2 separate regions of the Zea mays genome follow, and region 1 is linked to region 2. The links are chromatin contacts, called in public Hi-C maps. All regions are on one chromosome and are shown on one strand. Each heading gives the region's core, a stretch centred on a gene start, on an enhancer-like site or on the middle of the called end of the contact. The rest is flanking DNA. Distances are from core to core; before and after follow the strand shown.

What was found. Hi-C and Micro-C count contacts between places; a contact is called where the count stands out from the background.
Region 1: a contact with region 2 is called in a Hi-C map of bundle sheath, with 2.0 times the contacts expected there. The contact joins the promoter of LOC732723 here to the promoter of LOC100279924 in region 2. A contact is called at or near these places in 7 of 25 Hi-C or Micro-C datasets (bundle sheath, ear, leaf and 3 more).

Annotation. Positions count from the first base shown.
Region 1 is chr1:200,448,980-200,455,478 of Zm-B73-REFERENCE-NAM-5.0, forward strand. LOC732723 (retinoblastoma-related 3) reads right to left here and starts at 4,388. Exons shown (of 19, transcript NM_001112352.1): 1 at 3,893-4,388; 2 at 3,680-3,800; 3 at 2,877-2,981; 4 at 2,637-2,764; 5 at 2,452-2,548; 6 at 2,301-2,347; 7 at 1,416-1,611; 8 at 1,231-1,297; 9 at 953-1,135; 10 at 655-848; 11 at 1-562. The coding sequence starts at 3,784.
Region 2 is chr1:200,228,282-200,234,057 of Zm-B73-REFERENCE-NAM-5.0, forward strand. LOC100279924 reads left to right here and starts at 3,968. Exons shown (of 11, transcript NR_174154.1): 1 at 3,968-4,743; 2 at 5,697-5,733. It overlaps LOC103643031 (a long non-coding RNA gene), which reads left to right and starts at 845. Exons shown (of 3, transcript XR_002266800.1): 1 at 845-905; 2 at 1,035-1,370; 3 at 1,948-1,986. LOC109943719 (a long non-coding RNA gene) reads left to right here and starts at 1,981. Exons shown (of 2, transcript XR_002266799.1): 1 at 1,981-2,045; 2 at 2,133-2,503.

The sequences.
Region 1 (6,499 bases), core at 3,138-5,637, 220 kb after region 2:
CCAGCACAGCTGGGAACATCATAGTGACAGTCTTGTGAGTTGCAAGAACTAACTCCGCAGAACATGCAATCATACACCGATGGAAACGTTCATTAGACAAAAGTGATGTAAGATTGTTCCCACTCAAGATCTGTGACTCTGCCCTACACATAGATTCGAGGACCCTATAATATAGCTTAAGAGCTTCCATTTTTCTTTGCTCTGTCCAGATAGCATCCATCCTACTTGCGCTTCGCATACTAGTACAGATTCGTTCACCAAAAGAACTGCTCGTGAATATGGCTCCAAGTATAATCCCAGCTCTGTGTGCAATGTCATCTGTTAGATCCTTGTCACAGGCCGAGAAGAAGCGCAACAGTTCCCCAGAAGGTCTTGATGGAAGGGGAGATACTGTATTCCGAAGCCACTTGGCAGTTGTCATGGCTGTGCTCACTGGAGTGCTAGGAGCCATCTTTGAGTTGCAAAAGCCGTTTCCTTTAGGAGATAGACAAAAGCGTGGAGGAGACATTGGATTTGGGCTTGATATTGATTTTGCAGGTGAGGCCATAACATCATACTTTCTCTGAAATACCACAGCATACATACAATTTTAAATGATTTCAAAGCTTCCAAGTTATGAAACAGTGGATGAATAAGCTTCCTGGTTAGTATTACCTTTGTGCCTGGTAAATTAATGGCTCCACCTGAAAGGCTTCCACTACCAAGTAAACTGTCCTCATCATTAGCAAACATGCGCTCATCTAGCTCACCTTTTGTGTTAATTGCATTTTCATATTCCTTTTCCAGGATTATCAGACTTGGTTTCAATGAGTCTCCCTGAAGCAAATCCTTAAAAACTGTCAAGCCTTCTGCATCAAAGAAGAAATCTTAGTGAGAGTGCAACAGACAAGCTTGTGAAACAAAAACAGTGAATATAAAACATCAAATTTATTCCTGCATAGCAGATCTTAACCTGGATCGATGAAAGACAAATTATCCTGTTGGCATGCTGAAGTAGCTGGGCATGGCTTCTTTTTCAGAATATCCATTATGAGAGTATTTGTCTTCTCCAGTGCTTTGCTCAACTCATCTTCTGAGGTATGATGTTTTTCACAAAGAGAAGCAATAAGACTGACTCCCCTATCTGACTTCTTACCTAATTCAAACCAATAACTGGATGCATGAGTTTTATGCCATAACTGACCATGATTAGCAAACAGCATCTGTCAAATAAGAATTTGGTGTCGTTACCAAAGTAGGATGAATCCTTTATATCGAAATTCCTTAGTCGCACAGGAACATGAATGATAAGTACAGCCTGCATGTGTGCAAAATAAGCAGTATCCATTACTTTCAAGTTAACTAACATTATACATCAATTATCCTGCTGCAAGTGAAGAGAAAGCACTTGTGAAGATCATAGCAGATGTCCTTACCAACACAGAAACCAGTTCGTTCGTGGATGTCACAAGATCCTTGAATCTGCTGAATGTTTGGATTCTTAGGACTAAAAAGAGCAACCATCCAAAGCGATAATAATCAGAAGCCTCTTGGTTATTTGATTCTGAAGAATTGTCTGAACTCTTGCCATCATTTGACAAGAATAGCTCCTGGTATGCACGTTTGTAGTAACTGAACCAAATACATGATCACTTAGTCATCAATAGTTAATAATTTGTCCTTTAATAAATGAAACTATCAATGAGAAGGAAACGTCAAAACAGGCAGCAGCATGGAAGTTAAGGTACAGTAGATATTATTACAAATCGTCTCCAAACCAGATTATACATGAAACTTGAAATCAATTAAGCATCATCAACCAGCTGCACTGTAACATAATTTGCTCATCATTGGCACAATCCTTAATAATCATCCATATAGACACAATGATTCAGCAAGTAGGGACGATTTTAAAAACATAGAAGCTGAATAATGGAATTTTAACCTACTGTTTCAATCTTTCTAGGATGCATAACATTTAGACAGGTTGTACAAGAGAGAAGTTTTGGTATCACAAAAAAGAACACTTCAAGCTTCGTTATCCCAATATTTATGGTGCCAGCCTAATAGGGGATATAAGAATTCTATAGTACAAACAGTACAGGATATGCCTGCTCAAGTTATTGTACCATATATACCTCCAATCCACTGAAACTCAATATTGCATTATCCAAATGTGCCAATGTGATTTCATTTCAGTCCAGTAAAACTAGTAGTGAATCAACATTCTAGCACAGCAATTTACAAAAACTAAAGCTAGATATTTTATGCTATTAGTAGCCACGTCACACAAGAAAAGGCAATAAAAAGTAAAAATTTACCTGCTTAGCAAGCTTAAATGGACAACATTCGCTTGCAGTTCCTTCAACTGAGCACAAAACACGGAAATGCATTAGGATAGAAAGTTAAAACATGTTCAATTCTAAAATGGGTTCTAAAACAGGGGAGCACACTAATTACATAATACTATACCTCAAGCCTTTTTTCCCAATCTGAACCATATAGGCCAGTCAAAATGTGTGCAACCTTTATGCAGAACTGTGGCATCTCCTTGAAAAAATCCACAATGCTACATAGAATCAACAAAACGAATGCAGGGATTAGCCTAAGTGACAAGTGACTGTTCCTCAACCAATCAAGCCCAGCACGACTCTTACTTCAGCTTAGATGCCCTCAGAATCTGGCAAAGTGAGACACTGCCATCTTCCTTCGACCTCCCCGCTTTACTGAGCCTTGACACACAGTACAGAACACAGGCAGACCAGAACCTCTCGATCTCCTCGGGCTACACATAAATCCAATAGGTAGCAGGCATGAGTTTTAGCAGTACATCATGGTCCTGGAATTGGATGGAAGAAATATTAACTATGCCAGAGGCAAAGAAAATGCAATCTTACCGATCCGCCGCCCAAGGAAGACATGCTGGACTTGAGAATGTTATTGGTCTCCTTCAAGAGCTGCATTGCCTGCCTCGTCGTGCTCTCGTCCAGTCCCAGCTTGGCCTGCTCGCCACAAACAAAAGAGCAAATAAAAAATCAGGGTATACGAGAATCAGTCACAACTCACAAGTGAACAGCAGGGGTAAAATGGAACGTCACATGATCATGCATATAGATTTCTCCTAAAAATAGGACAAGTACGAGTAGTAAATAAACTCACAGGTACAAAACCAGTGAATCACTAATAATAATGATAAGACATACGAAGGACAGTGTGACTTCAAACAGAAAGTGTATAAATCAAAAGGAACCATCAAAAGTCGCTCCATTTATTATTCGTTTTTGAAAGGGCCAGCCACAAATAATAAAATTTATCCCCAGCAGACCACACAAAGAGTTTGCAGCAGACGGTGGAAAACATAGATTTCCACACAGCGCACGGAAACCGAAGAAATGGATCAGAATGGTTCATCTTCGAAAACAAATTCGAAGGAGTCAAGGGCGACAAAATCGGTTGGGATAACCTAAATAAACGAAAGAGGAGCGCCAGATCTAGCACAAATTAATTTCCAAACAAGAAAAACCGCCTAAACCTTCAGCCTCCCATGTTTTTCCCCACTGAGCAAACACACGCGAAGCAGCTGGAAGACATCGCCAGTGAGAAAAGGACACGCCTTGCGCAGAGAAAAACAAAAATCCAGCACCCAACGAAAGGTCAGAAACGGAGCGGCGCAAACGCCGGGGCATGTGAGAACCCGTACCTTGCACAGATCGGCGAACCTCTCCTCTATGGAGGCCGCGGCGACGGAGGCCCTAACCGTGACCCCAGACCCCGAGCTCGTGGACGGCTTGGCGAACCCCTCCATGTCCCTCCTCCTGGTTCTGTTTGAATTAAAAATTTGGAATGTGGTTTCTCTAATCTCAGGTTGTCACCACGTGCCCACCAGATGCACACGCTTCACAAAATCACAAACCTCGGTCCAATCAGGCCAAGACGGCCAGAGGGGGCGAGCCGCACTGGCGCCGCCGCCCGCAGGGGGCAGGCCGCAGATGCTCTGCCGCGGACGCACTGTCCGAAGACTCAGGCCGGGGGCGGTGATCCGGCGCACAAGCAGCGGCAAGAGGAGCTATGGAGGGTGGAGCTGTGTCTGTCCGTGCGACGCAAGAGCTGGAGCGGACGAGCGGTGCCTGTGCGTGGCAGCGTGTGTGCGGAGACAGGCGTGGGCGCGTGGATGCGTCAGGCATAGGGCGGCTGAAAACCTAGAAAATTTATGTATTCCTACTGTCCCGCCCCTGCCTCCTTCCAAACACTCCGCCAATCCAGGCCTCGAAACCACCCCCGTGACCGGACCAGGCACTCCGGCGACCGGAGGGAAGGCGGAGGAGGAGCTCTGCTAGGGTTTCGGCGGAGGACGAGGGACGGGAAACAGCGGAGACGAACGATGGACGGGAATCTGAGGCGGATGTTGGGATGCGCGCCAAAAAATAATTTCGGGGCCGAGCGGCGCGCGCGGACTTTTTATATCTGCGGGGTCGCTTGCGCGGCAAAACGGAGCCCGCCTGTCTCGCTGCGCGGTGGGCCCGGTCCTGGCAGGCGGGAGAGGGGAAAGTGGCGCTACGTCGGTTGGTTTTGGCGGGAGAGGGTGGAGATGGCGGGAGTTTTTGGTGGGAACTGGGAAGGGATGGGTGGGGAACCGGGCCCGGGCCCGTGTGGGTGTGGCCCATGTGACTGGTCGGGTTGGGTCGGCATGTCGGCGTGTGGGAAGCGACCACACGTGCGCCGCGCGGCTGCGGCGGGCGGGGCCACCCGAACCGGGGTAGAAGCGTCCGAGGGAAATAATTGATTGACTAGATGAGTGCTCGTGCGTTGCAACGGGAATATCTAATAATATGATAACTTATGTATAAATGTGTGTTATACTGTTATGAGAAAATGTTTCGGAATCCATTGTGATCCACATGGCGCGCCAGCAGCCGGAGCGAGTGCCGCCGCAGCGGCATCCTGTCGGTTGCGGAGGTGATTGGAAGCGCGACGGGGTTTGCGGGAGCCCGCCCCTGAGCGGCGGTGAAAGGGAATTAGGCTTACACCTAAGTCCTAAATAATTTTGGTGGTTGAATTGCCCAACACAAATCTTTGGACTAACTAGTTTGCCCAAGTGTATAGATTATACAGGTGTAAAAGGTTCATACTCAGCCAATAAAAAGACCAAGTTTTTGATTCAACAAAGGAGCAAAGGGGCAACCGAAGGCACCCCTGGTCTGGCGCACCGGACTGTCCGGTGTGCCACCGGACAGTGAACAGTACCTGTCCGGTGCACCAGGGGACTCAGACTCAAACTCGCCACCTTCGGGAATTTCCTGAGGCGACTCGGCTATAATTCACCGGACTGTCCAGTGTACACCGGACAGTGTCCGGTGCGCCAAGGGAGGTCGGCCTCAGGAACTCGCCAGCTTCGGGAAACGCCAACGGCTAGCCCGCTAAAATTCACCGGACTGTCTGGTGTGCACCGGACTGTCCGGTGCGCCTCCGAAGCAACGGTCATCTCCGCGCCAACGGCTCTCTGCCGCGCATTTAATGCGCCCTCTGCGCGCGCAGAAGTCAGAATCGCCCATGCTGGCACACCGGACATCAAACAGTACCTGTCCGGTGTGCACCGGACACCCAGGCGGGCCCACAAGTCAGAAGCTCCAACGGTCAGAATCCAACGGCAGTGATGACGTGGCAGGGGGCACCGGACTGTCCGGTGTGCACCGGACTGTCCGGTGCGCCATCGAACAGACAGCTCCACCAACGGCCACATTTGGTGGTTGGGGCTATAAATACCCCAACCACCCCACCATTCATTGCATCCAAGTTTTCCACTTCTCAACTACTACAAGAGCTCTAGCATTCAATTCTAGACACACTAAAGAGATCAAATCCTCTCCAATTCCACACAAAGCCCTAGTGACTAGTGAGAGTGATTTGTCGTGTTCATTTGAGCTCTTGCGCTTGGATTGCTTCTTTTCTTTCTCACTTGTTCTTGAGATCACAACTCCATTGTAATTAAGGCAAGAGGCACCAATTGTGTGGTGGCCCTTGCGGGGAAGTTTTGTTCCCGGCTTTGATTTGAGAAGAGAAGCTCACTCGGTCCGAGGGACCGTTTGAGAGAGGGAAGGGTTGAAAGAGACCCGGCCTTTGTGGCCTCCTCAACGGGGAGTAGGTTTGCAAGAACCGAACCTCGGTAAAACAAATCTCCGTGTCTCACTTGCTTATTCGCTTGGGATTTGTTTTGCGCCCTCTCTCTCGGACTCATTTATATTTCTAACGCTAACCCGGCTTGTAGTTGTGTTTATATTTGTAAATTTCAGTTTCGCCCTATTCACCCCCCCTCTAGGCGACTATCAATTGGTATCAGAGCCCGGTGCTTCATTAGAGCCTAACCGCTCGAAGTGATGTCGGGAGATCACGCCAAGAAGGAGATGGAGACCGGCGAAAAGCCCACTACAAGCCACGGGAGCACTTCATCGGAAGAGTCCCGCACCAAAAGGAGGGAGAAGAAGAAGGACTCCTCCAAACGGAAGGAGAAAAAGGCTTCCTC
Region 2 (5,776 bases), core at 2,718-5,217:
GAGGGAGAGGAATAGTGCGCTTTCGACACCGCCGTCGATGCTGACGCTGACGTCGTTCCCCGCCTCTCCGCTCACCAGTACAACCAACTCCTCCACCTCCTCGCACATCAACGTGTCACGCCGCCGGTCTGTGGCCGCCAACACCGCCAAGAATTTCTATCCCGCCTCGACGGCCCAGATCCACTCACCCTCGCCGCCCTCGTGCCCCTCAGTCCCTCACTCCCTCGCCTCCTCAGCGGCGAAGACAGCTGCGAACGGGGCCATTTTTAGGCGGGAGCACGGGCGGCGGTGCTAGCAGATTGGTTGGTTTGAGTGGTTGGGCCGGCTCTTCGAAACGCCCCGCCGCGGCGATGGGATGCTTCCATTCCACGGCCAAGCGGCAGCATCCTGGCTACGAGGACCCTGTGCACCTCGCCTCCCAGACCTCCTGTGAGTTCACCGATCCCATCTCTTGCCCTACGCGTACGAGCTACTCGCATGAGTTCGAGTTTTTTTTTCTTATTTAGTTTCAATGATTGCCGTGGTTGGAATGGAATTGGAGAATGGAGATGCCAGATGTTTTGTCTAGATATCGGTGTCGTCCACTAGGATATCTTAGATATCTGTAGGAGCACTGGATGCATGCTGCATGATCCTTACATTTTCGGTAATTTCTAAATTGCCCTCTCTATATCTTGCTGAATACGTGCTTTTCTTTTGCTTATGTAGTTAGTGTTAGTGAGGTTGAGGCTCTATTCGAGCTGTTCAAGAGCATAAGTCGTTCAGTGATTGACGATGGCCTGATCAACATGGTATATTCTATTACTCATCTCTGTATTCCTTGCTATATTGTCAGTTTTGTGTATGAACATCAAAACAAGCCACTCAGACGTAGAAAACTTGACATACATTACTCCATTCCGAAGGTATTCACAACTCTATGTCTTACTGGCTTGATTTGTAGACATATTTTTCCCAAGGATGCCATTATTTATGTAGTTTACAGTTTTTAGTCTTGTAGTGCTTGTGCTAATTGTTACCTTTTTCTCCCTTAGGACAATCCTTCGGAGAAGGATATTAACCAGGGGATGCTTGTTATATTTAATGTTGACCCCTCTATAACAAACAATGATATCCATCAGATATTTAGCGAATATGGTGACATAAAAGAGGTATCTATGCTCTTACATTTACTACCAACTACATTCTAACTAGAACTATAATGTCTTAAATTAATTGCAGATTCATGATGCACCGCAAAAGGGCCATCACAAAATTATAGAATTTTATAATGTCAGAGCAGCTGAAGGTGCAGCTCGTGCTTTAAACAGGAGTGATCTTGCTGGCAAGAAAATAAAACTGGAGACTGGCCGTCTGAGTGGTGCTAGACGGTATGTCTTTGAAATGTGAATATTGTTGTTCATTCTCATATTTCATCAGCAATACTTCCTTTATTACTTTCGTTCACTCCGTATTTAACTGTTGATCATTTGATCACAGCTTTAGTGAACCTTAGGTCATTTTTGGCAAGCTGAACGATTCTTACATAGGCATCACTGGTATATAGTAGCATCACTTATTCTATATGATGGTACCTGTGGATAGGATGCACATTAGTTATGTGCCTGGGTTTTTTGTTTTCTTTTCTCAAGCGGAAAATCTCTTCCTGGAGCTGTAAACATTGCACTATTTTTATTTTGTCATGCATAGATAGTTACTTAATCTTTGTTTGTTTAGTTCTGTGTGTGGGCTCTCATGTCCTAAACAAAACATTTATTCTTTTATATTGTAGTCCTAATTCTTTGTATACATTTAGGTGTGTTGATAGATACTTGTATGTTAGTTATTTAGTTTATCCAGAAAGACTAATTAATTGACGCAGCATTCTAAACTCCATTCTACAAAATTTTTTAAAACATTGGTTTTAATCACTGATCTAACATTGATTTTAATGTTGTTTTATAACAGTTCAACACAACACATGTCCAAGGAGTTGGGGTTGGAAGAATTTGGCGTATACAACCTGGGCAGTCCAAGCACAAATAGCCCTTCATTGCCTTCATTGGGTATGGTGTTTATTTTTTTCATCTTTATTGTATGTCATGTACTCATGTCTATGGATGCATTTCCTGACGTGAGGATTATTCTTCAAGGTTCATCTAATATAGTAGCAATGACATCTTGTGGACGTGAAAATGGGAGTATGCATGGTTTGCATTCTGGACTTCTCACATCAATGAGCCCGTTCAGATAGGCTTCATTTCTGGGTCTATCATCTACCCTACCACAGAGCCTGTCCTCTCCCATTGGAATTGCTTCTGCTGCAACTCATAGTAACCAGGCTCCCCTTGGTGAGATCAGCCACTCTCTTAGTCGGATGAATAGGCATGTGAATTATGGTTTTCAAGGCTTGGGTGCTATTCATCCCCATTCTCTTCCTGATGTTCACAATGGAGCAAATAATGGCACCCCTTACAATCTGAACACCATCACACCTGTTGGTGTCAATAAGAACTCAAGAACAGCTGAAGCAGTTGACAGCAGACATCTTCATAAAGTGGGTTCTGGCAATCTCAATGGGCACTCATTTGATCGTGCCGGTGAAGGAGTTGTAAAGTGGTGGTGATGAACACATAATTCACACAGGTGAGATAGTCAAATGATGAATATATGCACCCTGGAAGGCTGCTACTAATTACACATTCCTTGAACCTTCCTGTAAAAGCTTAGTATGAAAGATGTAAGCTTTATTTGAAGGCAAGAACACATGGAGATTTTTTTCCTGGCGGAGTATAGACCTGTGCTCCTCTTTCGTCCACGGACGCTCTTGCGCCGTTCCTGCATGGCCTTGAAGCAACTATTCCCCACATCAGCATCAGTGCCGCTCTTCCATTCTTCGCGTCAGTGCCTGGCTGCCTGCTCCCTCCTCCTCTATCCTTGGGGTGTGGCGGCGGCGGCTCCAGATCCCTCGGGCGTCGCTACAGATGACTCCTCTCCAGTGTAGCGTGAGAGCGGGATTCGGCCGACCTGAATAGCGGCCACGTCCTCCACCAGCGCTTCGTAGTGTCGCCGCACCTCCTCCTCCGTCCGCGTCGAGCGAGGATCACGAATTCACGAGATCTGCTCGGATGATAGAAAGGAGGGGCGGAGGGTTTGCTACCTGGAGTAATCGAGCTTGGGTGTGGACTTCTTCTCGACGCCGAGGACAACGATGTTCGTGCTGCGGACGGCCTCAAGAGCGTACTCCACCTAGAAGATGTGGCCGCCATTGGCTGTGGGGCCGCCATGCCTCCAGTGGTGCTGCCCGACAAGGAGGCTGGGTATTTGAGGGATTATCGGCGAAGCATCATGACTCCCGACGAAACAGGGGTTGCGACTAGCGCGGTGGACGTTGCTGGGGGCCGCCTGATGCTGGCGGTGGCTGCTGCCTGGGGGCAGCGGCAGAGCTCATGATCGTCGAGACCTTTGATACCAGATTGGTAGGAGCCACGTTCTCTATACCGATGATATGTTTCCGTTGCAACGCACGGGCATCCACCTAGTAGTTAAATTAAATGTGAAAGTGTCCAGCATAACACTTCCTAATGACAAAATGACAAAGGGAATATTAGCGCCCAGGACAAGCGGTAATCCGGCGAAACATCCGCGAATGGGACAGCATCCCGTGGGCGCGCTTGGCGACTGGCCCAGCGTCCAGGGCTGCCCGAATTATTGCAGACCCCTTTGACGGGTTGACCACGGCGGCGCCGCCGTTGCTGGCCCCGTCGCTGCCGACTTCGCCCCGGCGCCTCCCCGGAACGACCTCCCACGTGGTGGGCCCTCCCCCGCGTTCCACCTGTTTTCTCCGTTGACAGCGCATCGAGCCTTGCACTGCCCCCACTTTCCAGTGTCACTTGCGTAACTCACCTCGCTGGGTGGGGCCCACCGGGAGCCCCGTGCGCCGCGCGCGCGCGAGGGGTCAAACTACCGCCGCGTTGTCGCGCTCATCGTCGCCGCGTGCTGTGGTCTGCTGCTCCTGCTGCTACCCCTCAATCTCCCCGCACCGCACCTCACCTCCCCCAGCTCCTCCTCTTCCTCTAATTGCTACACGCTTTCGAGGCTAGGGTTGCCTCGTCCTCCTCGCTGTCCACATGGCGCGAATCCTCATGCGGCTCCTCCTCCTCGCCGCGGCGGCGGCGGTGGCGGCGGGGGACGGCTGCCTCAACTCCGGCTGCGTCGCGCTGGGCTCCTACCTCGTCGCCCGGAACCAGAACCTCACCTACATCGCCAGCCTCTTCGGCATCGGCGACTACCACGCGCTGGCGCGCTACAACCCCGGCACCACAAACCTGGACTACATCCAGGCCGGCCAGAGCGTCAACATCTCCTTCACCTGCGGCTGCCACACGTTCCCCAACTCGGACGCCACCTACCTCGGCGGCTCCTTCCCGCACAAGGTTGTCACCGGCGACACCTACGGCGGCATCGCCCAGAACTACAACAACCTCACCTCCGCCGCCTGGCTTGCCGTCACCAACCCGTATCCCACGAACAACATCCCCGACACCAACACCGTGGTGAACGTCACGGTCAACTGCACCTGCGGGGACCCGAAGATCTCGTCGGACTACGGGTTCTTCCTCACCTACCCGCTCATGGGCCAGACCCTCGCCGCCGTCGCCGCCAACTACAGCTTCAACTCGTCGTCGCAGTTGGACCTGCTCCGCAAGTATAACCCCGGCATGGACACCGCTACATCCGGGCTCGTTTTCATCCCCGTCAAAGGTGAGCGCTGCTGCTGGCACTCCCAAGTCCCAACCAGAAACCGGTTCTATGCCCATTAATTAAGGTACCAACTAATCAAAAAGATGATATGACACTTTAAGTAAATAAGAGATACGGAGAAATGATTTCTTATTAAAAAAATATGTCTACACGAACCAATACATTAAGATGTGATTGGTAGATGAGCGGAAAGCCGGAAATAATATATGTAATTGGAAAAAAGATTATTTTGTCCATCGAGAATTCGGGAACATAGTTCCTCTGTGTGGGTTCTAGCATTGTGACTGCCCTAACATCATTTGTGTGATGTCAGTTGTGGAGGATTCAGTTCAATTTTATCGTAGTTTAGCACTTTAGCCATAAATGTAGGAGTTCTCCTGGCTATTAGTAGTTCACAGAATTGTGGGTGTTTTGCGCCCAACTGAACAGAATGGTAACCTAGGCTGCTAGCTTTGACTGGAGGTGTTTTCTTCATAGCTTGCTGTCAGGTGGTTGATAGGGTGCATGGATTGATTCGGCCTTGCTTCATGAAGGAAGGGGGATTTGCATTAGCTAACATTCCTGTATACTGTCGCATTGACTGCGTTTGTCTGTTTGCAATTAGATGAAGAACCCACTGAATCTGTTATGTCACTGTAGTTGCATTCCTAAATTGTTTGGTGTTTCATGCATGCTACCAATTCCACTTGTTGGTTCATGGCATCTCTTCATGAATAGTTACATATCAAGTAAAAGATTCCAGGTCTCGATATACAAATCCCCTTAAAATCCTCTATGCATCTGCACATGTCTCATAGTATGCAGTTGCAGGGTTGGCTTGATTCTGTGAACTGCGGCTATTTTGTTACATTTTAACTTTGAAAATGCTGTTAACAACTTAACATCAATGTGAACCCTGTTGGATTGATCTTTTTCTTGATAAAATGGTTTGCTGTCTTTTTCTGCTTCTCCAGATGGCAATGGAAGTTACCATCCTTTAAAACCACCAGGGTAAGTTTTGCTGCCAGCTATATTGTATCGTATAATATTCACT